2 separate regions of the Mus musculus genome follow, and region 2 is linked to region 1. Evidence: chromatin contacts called from public HiChIP or PLAC-seq data. All regions are on one chromosome and are shown on one strand. Each heading gives the region's core, a stretch centred on a gene start, on an enhancer-like site or on the middle of the called end of the contact. The rest is flanking DNA. Distances are from core to core; before and after follow the strand shown.

What was found. HiChIP or PLAC-seq counts read pairs in DNA pulled down with a chosen protein or histone mark.
Region 2: an H3K27ac HiChIP or PLAC-seq map of oligodendrocyte precursor cells shows a contact between it and region 1, with 29 times the contacts expected there. The contact joins two enhancer-like sites. A contact is called at or near these places in 1 of 484 Hi-C or Micro-C datasets (bone marrow-derived macrophages) and 3 of 115 datasets of contacts at active chromatin or transcription factors (embryonic stem cells, oligodendrocyte precursor cells and stem cell-derived neural progenitor cells).

What each region holds. Positions count from the first base shown.
Region 1 is chr15:62,204,954-62,208,321 of GRCm38.p6, reverse strand. The region is part of intron 2 of Pvt1 (Pvt1 oncogene); the gene reads right to left. Among named protein-coding and RNA genes, the nearest start is that of Pvt1, 170 kb to the right of the region's middle. Within about 2 kb of position 1,656, at least 23 of the 459 cell types and tissues checked have an H3K27ac peak or open chromatin away from gene starts, as enhancers often do. A contact at or near this core is called in oligodendrocyte precursor cells, where this site is marked.
Region 2 is chr15:63,673,314-63,676,929 of GRCm38.p6, reverse strand. No RefSeq gene overlaps it. Among named protein-coding and RNA genes, the nearest start is that of 4930449C09Rik, 43 kb to the left of the region's middle. Within about 2 kb of position 1,314, at least 21 of the 459 cell types and tissues checked have an H3K27ac peak or open chromatin away from gene starts, as enhancers often do. A contact at or near this core is called in oligodendrocyte precursor cells, where this site is marked.

The sequences.
Region 1 (3,368 bases), core at 407-2,906:
GAGACAGGACCATGCATAGAGCCAGAGCACCTTCATGTTGTGCAAATGAAGGACGTGTGCAGAGGATATGCCAGGACTTTCTCTGTCCAGCAGCCCCAGGTTCTAGCCAGAGCTGGAGGAGGCTATAGGAAAGAAGTTGGCCACGGAGCTTCCAAGACCTTAGAACTGAACTGCAGAGGGCAGCCAGCTCCCCGTGCCCACCCAGCCCAAGTGGGTGGGTGCTCCTTTCCCTCCACAGCCTGTCCTGCTACATCAAGTCCTCAGAACGAGGCAGATGGCAGAATAGGAAACCCCACAGAGAGAGACCAAAAGGTTGGAGCTCATCCTCTAGTCCCGGCTTGATGTAGGACCTCTGTGAGACTGAAGATGGTCACCCTACCTCTGTGAGCCGAGGCAATAGAGTCCTGCTTCAAAGGGCGATTTGAGAGATCCCAGGAGACATGGGCCGGCGGAGCCTCTTTGAGTGCAGGCTATGTGTGTAGGAGTCATTTCAGGTTTCCTACACTGTTTTCAACAAAAGAATCAGAAATGAAGAAGCTAGGATTTAAAGGCAGAGACGGACATTCCTTTCCTTCCCTGGGCCTTCTTGTGAGGCACTGAGCTTTGGTTGCCCAGACTGTGAACTGGGATATTGACTATATGCCATTCACGCCATAGGCCCATGTCAGAGTAAAAAGCTTGCCATCCGTCGACACTCAACACCGTTAATTACCGCCACGTTGTTCTATCAAGGATAAAACCCTCCTGTCTAAGATATACCTCTTAAGTAGTTCTTTGCCTGGTTGAGACAGGAAGGGAGCTACAATGAGACTCTGGGTGTGTTCCAATCATTCATAAGGCCGTGGTTGCAGCTTCATTGGCAGAGTGCTTGCCTAGAATATCTGAAATCCTAGGTAGCACACTTTTAAAACAAAACAAAACAAAATGAAAGCCTAAAAGTACCATAGAAGAGCGTATGTGGTGGCTACCCCCTATCACTTGGAAAGGAAAGACAGGTACAGCATAAGTGCAAGTTCACATAGCAAGTCCAGGACAGCCTGAGATACAAAACTAACTCATAATGTCTATACAAAAGCAGACAAAGTGATATCAGAGGGCCTCAGCTGAATAAGAAGATATGATTCTGTTTTGGAAACATGGTCTCACTATGTCCCCTAGGCTAGTTTTGAGCCTTGGTCTCTTCACCTCAGCTTCCCTGGATATCGGAATGACTGGTGTGTGCCACCAGGACCAAGAAGTCCTTCTGATCTGACCTGAATAAAAGGAAATGGGGATTGTGTGAGATCCTACATGTGAATAAGATTGCTGAGTGTGTCCTGGGTAGGAGTGGGGGTGGAAGTAGGGGGGGGGCTCCATCATTAGGAGTGAAAGGCTGAAACACAGTGTCTGTTCTGAGTACATCACTCATGCCTCCTGCCTTCATCCTTGGGTCACGTGAGCAAGTGGTAGAACTATCATCTGCCTATCACATAGCTGGGAGAAGGAGGCACATGGAAGGGAAGAGAAAGTCCCTGAATGTGACTGTCCCAGTATCTGGTCTCTAGCATCTGAAATGCCCAAGGCCTAACAGAAGCATTCTGCTTCCTCCCCATGACCAGTCAAACAAACACACGATGGTGGTGGCAGGTGCCCAAGGCAGCCAGCCAAGCAGGGTTTCTTCCTGGCCACTGTGCCAGCAAAAACGGAAGCCTAAGAATGCCTTTGGCGATCTCCCCATCTTACTCTGAGCTGGCAGGCAGGAGGAAGAAGTTAGGAGCAGGTGGCTGGGATGGGGGCTTTTCTCTTCTGCTCATTTGAGGGTGGGCTGGCCATGCCACCCTTGAAGCAGCTCTTGTACTTCATCCTGGCACATAGATACTTTACAGTTTTGTTTGACTTCCCTTAGATGAGAGCACAGAGTACCTTGGGTGTGGGACAGCATGCTTTTCTAATGCTCAGACGAAGGTCTGTAAACTCATAATGCATTTGAGGTTGGTTATCCAAGCATTTCAGAGGTGCCCGGTGGCACCCAGTAGCCCACAAGGTCTCGGCCATCACACAAGGTATTATGGGTAACCTGGTCACACATTCAGCAGTGACATCTATCCACCAGGTGGAATTTCTTCCTGAGTAAAATCTATTTATGCTTTGCTGTCAGGTAGCACAGGACCTAAATGCTCATGTTGCTACATTCTTAGCTGTCACTTCTGGCCACCCATTTAACATCTCTGAGCTACTGTTTTTCCTCCTCAAGACTCAGGAGAGCGATTCCTCCCGGCTGAGTGAAATGAGATGGAATAAGGTATGCGGGCGGAGGACGGGTACCCCAAGTAATTTTGTAGCTCCATGCTGCATTCACAAACAGATGCCTGCAGCAGACTGTGTACTCCTGAACAATATAATGAGCATGCTTTCATATGGAGACCCAATTAATCAGTGGATCACATAAGACTCAAGAGACCCTTCAGCTTCGTACAGCAAATGAGAGCCTAGTTTCTCAACATCTCCTTGCTATTTTTCATGATCTCTGTCCAGCAAATGGCATCTCTACCAGTATGGGCTTGCAGGTGGCGAATGTTGCAGGTGTTGTAATGGTGACTACAGATACCCTAGATATAGTGAGTGGGTGAAGTGCCAGACAGATATGCTGGGTGTCCACCACCTCTCCCTTATAGGACTTTAATGGGCCAGGTAATTCGTGTGATGCTATTTAGCTCCTGTCCTTGTAAAGTTCAAGAGTTATCACTGATATCCCCATTATATAGATCACTGAAACCATTCTAACAACCAAACCTTCAGGGCATAAACACTAGGTTGGTGTCCACACATCAAGGCAGTCAGGCAGACAGCTTGGATGGACTTTCACTAGGTTTGCTCAGAGGTCTGATCTAGGCACTGAGATAGAGTGCCCTGGCTGTATTCTGCTTCATTGATCACACTTTTAGAACCAAAGAGTCATCCCAGATGCAGCTCGTTTTGGGTGATGGGAGACAGGAGAATTGGAAGTTCTTTCTCAACGCTCGTCTGGCAAAATGTCTGCTAACAGGTCAGCGAGAGAAGTCCAGGTGTATGATTGGAATCTGCAGAAGATAACGGGGATAGCTAATCATTGGGGCCATTCCTGCAGCCAACTAGACACACTGCTTGGCAGATAGACAAAGGAGGATCCATAAAACTACTTTTTAAAAAAAGTAACAGAACTAAATTTCCAGGTTGGGATTTGAACTTAGATTTACTTTTTTGTCTCCTTTGTGTGACTTTCCTTTGGTTGGTTTTGGCTTTGGTTTGTTGCTATTGTTCTTGTTGGTTTGGTATATTCTGCTTTTGTCACTGCTGTTAAGTTTGGGTGCTACAGATTAAACCCCCAGACTCTGTGTATACTAAACTTA
Region 2 (3,616 bases), core at 65-2,564, 1.5 Mb before region 1:
CATTTCAATTCAAATACTTCTTTGAAACCTATCCCACTGGCTTCAGGAAAAAACATTTGCCCGGGCATGTTTCTACTTACAAAATGCTGATTTTTCAACCATAGCTTAGCATCTCTTTGCCTACTGATGGTGGTGGAGAAAGCAGTTACTGGCATGGGTTGGTTCGTGGTGGAAGAACTTATAGTAACAGCTTGTCCTATGCCACTGACTGGGATGCTAAGACCTCAGGCGGAAACCAGGTTTGGGCTATAACTCTAAAGGCCTGCCTTCTACAGTCTACATCTATTAGCTAGGGCCTATATTCTAAAGGCTTCATCACCTCTCCAGACCAGTGAAGGCCCAAGTAATGACGGTATCTTACATTCAAATAGCACAGCAATTCTCAACCTATGGGTTACAACCCCCACAGGGGTCACATATCAGACAACCTACATATTAGATATTTACATTACAGTTCATAACATTAGCAAAATTACTGTTGTGAAGTAGCAATGAAAATGGTTGGGGTGGGGGTCACCACAACATAAGGACATGAGGAACTGTATTAAAAGGTCACAGCATTAGGAAGGTTGAGAACCACTGTGTTAACACGACTCATGCCTGGTGCACTTCCAATGAACCATATACAATGCTATTCTGTGCTGTTGTACATTTATGCTATTTTTACTGTTGACATAAAGATGGAGGGTCTATAGCCAAGAGGTTATCAAAGCCACCTAAGATGATGTGTGGATAGCTGGAGTTTGGAAAGGGCTTCATCCTTCATCGAATGCCCCAGTGTTTTCGGGACACTGTTCATTTTCATGTTTGTTAAAAGCTGAAACATGTATCCGGGTAAAGATCCAAACATTACATCATCTAAAATCACCCAGTGACATTTCATTCCAAATCTTCAGAACCCTTTGACTGTCCTAGTAAAGGGAATCTCAAGCCTACTAAACACAAGTGTGCTGTTCTATATTTTTGCATGTTTACAGAAACAGATTCCTGAGGAACAAGGCCGAGCCTTCAGCTGTCTCTGATAGGACAGTGTGTTGGTTTGGATGACACTAATCCGTTAGTGTCCAGGGGCTGTCAGCTCCCCCACAGGCTCTATCTGTCTGTAGCCACCATCAATAAAACCCTTTAAGCAAATCTGTACATTTGGGGGCAGGCTGGCGAGGCACGTGCCCTGGAGCACCCCTGTCCCAATAATCAAACTCTTGTAAGCTCCGATGAATGAAAGTCTTTCTCTGGGGACCAGTATATGTTTGTTTGTTGGCACGGTCCTAATGACTTAAAGAAAATGCCGGAAACCAGCCCCGCACTCTTTTCTGAAAGGAACATTGGCCCTTTGTTCAAGCCATGTATTTGCAGAGCGGCTTCTGAGTTAAGTCCTTGGAATTCCTCATGGTTTATGTGTCTTTGTAAGCTCCCGGTATTGAAGAAGCAAGGGCTTTCTTTTGCTTTTTTTTTTTTTTCCTCCCCCCACCTCCCCAATGAATTCAACATTGTATTGAACACACCCTGACTCAATTTTGATAAAACCAACAACTTACAAAGCCAACTTGGGTGGAAAAATGTAGAAACACGAGTAGAATTTGATATCGTTGTAGGCTGTTTGGCTTTAAAAAGGTTAAGAATGTGGTTATTTAGTCTGCAGTTTAATTCCCAACAGTTTTTCTTACGTTCTTTTTGTTCAGGAACAGTATCGTGGTTGTTACAGTAACTTCCATGCCACTGAGAAGTAGCATGCTTAGAAAATATTTTCCATGGCACCTACAGACGGTCTGGTCTACATTCTGATTCTTTCCCCCTGTGTAAGCCCAATGGCCAAAGTTGAGGGTGGCTTAGAAAGGTGGGGCTTATGAAGAATGGTCTGGCCTTTCCAACCTGCCTCTCCCCTTGTCTCTCTGAATCCCCTTTCTTCCCCTGCACATAGTGTGAACCATAAGGCAATTTGTCCTGTGTGATTGTGCTGAGTGTTCAGTAAGGTGTATTGCCAGCAGAATCCCAATCCAGGTACTTCACAACCATCTGTTCCCTCTTTCCTCTGCCTTTAGGTCCTGGATAGGTAAGCACCCAGGATGGCTAAGAGGTGGACACATGAATTTAATTGTTTGTTAAGGCTGGTGTATAATAAAGCATCACATCCCACGTGGCTTAGGCAACTGACATTTCTAATTCTGCAGACTAGAAATCCAAGACCAAGGTATTGGCAAGGCTTTTGCCGTCACTGTTTTTGCATATATATAATGTCTGTATTTATTTGTATGTATATGCCTGCTCATCTGTATATGCACTATGTGCCTGCAGGTGCCCGTACTGGCCAGGAGAGGGCACCAGAACCTCTGGAACTGAAGTTAACCGTTGGTTACCAGCTGACTGACACAGGTCCTGGGAACCCAACCCTAACACTCTGCAAGAACAGAGATTCTTCTTGACCACTGAGCCTCTTGTTTAGTCCCTTTGTCACCTTTTTATACGTAGCCTGTCTCTGGCTTACAAATAACCCCCTGTCCTCCCTCTGGGTATGTCTTGAATGACTTTTTAATGATAGCACTTGGTATAATAGATTGAGGAGCATCCTACTGATTGACTTTTAGTTTAGTTACCTTGTTAAAGATCTTCTCTAGAGACACTCACATTCTGGAGTCCTGGGAAAAGGACCGAGGCATATGAGTGTGGTGGGGGCAGGAGACGGGCGCACATAGATCTTGGAGGATGCTAGTTGAAGCCTGAAATATTCTGTTACAGCACAATCACCGTGCAGTGCCTTATCAAGCACTCTCTTTTCTCCGCACTTCTGAGTGGGTGGCTTGCAGGGGGGGGGGGGAGGGGGCGGTATTTAGCTCTTCTCCGGGTTTTGATTTGGCTTAAGTTGTGTCCCCACTTTCCTGGCCTTGATGAGATCCAAAGTCCCTTGAGACTATGTGATGGTGAATCTCAGTTGCCAATTTGATCCGATCTAGAGTCACCTGAAAGATGGGCCTCTTCCTACCTGTGGGTTTCCCCCCTGATTATATTAATGGAGGTGTGAAGACCTGCTCACTTGGTAGCACTGGTAATGTCGTTCCCCGGACCAACTGTTCCTTGGGATGGCAGTTCTGATATTGGAAAGTAAGAACGGGCTATCAGTGTGGACAGCTGGTGAGTATAAGAAACTCATGACTCTTAGGGTATTGATTAGTTTTACACGCTTTCCACAGAACAGGGTTGTGGCAGAGACTGATGGGACCTAGAACTAAACATCCCCCTTCCACACTTGTGGTATGTGCAGAGGTGGCTGTCTGCTGGAGTCGGTGTCCTTCCAAGCCCATTGTATCTACAGGACTCATGGGGCTTGTTCTTTAAAGGGAGCAAAGAATGGCTACCAATAATGCCTCCTCTTGGCCAGCAGTGCAGTGTGTGTGTATATATGTATGAGTGTATGTGTGTGTGTCTGAATGTGTATGTGTGTGTATATATATGTATGAGTGTATGTGTGTGTGTCTGAATGTGTGTGTGTGTGTGTGTGTGTGTGTGTGTGTGTGTGTGTGTGTGTAGGTCAGAGGACAACTGTGAGAATGATTCCTCAGGTGATGCTCATCTTTTCTTTTGAGATCAGGTCTCTTAGTAACTCGGAATTTGCCAAATA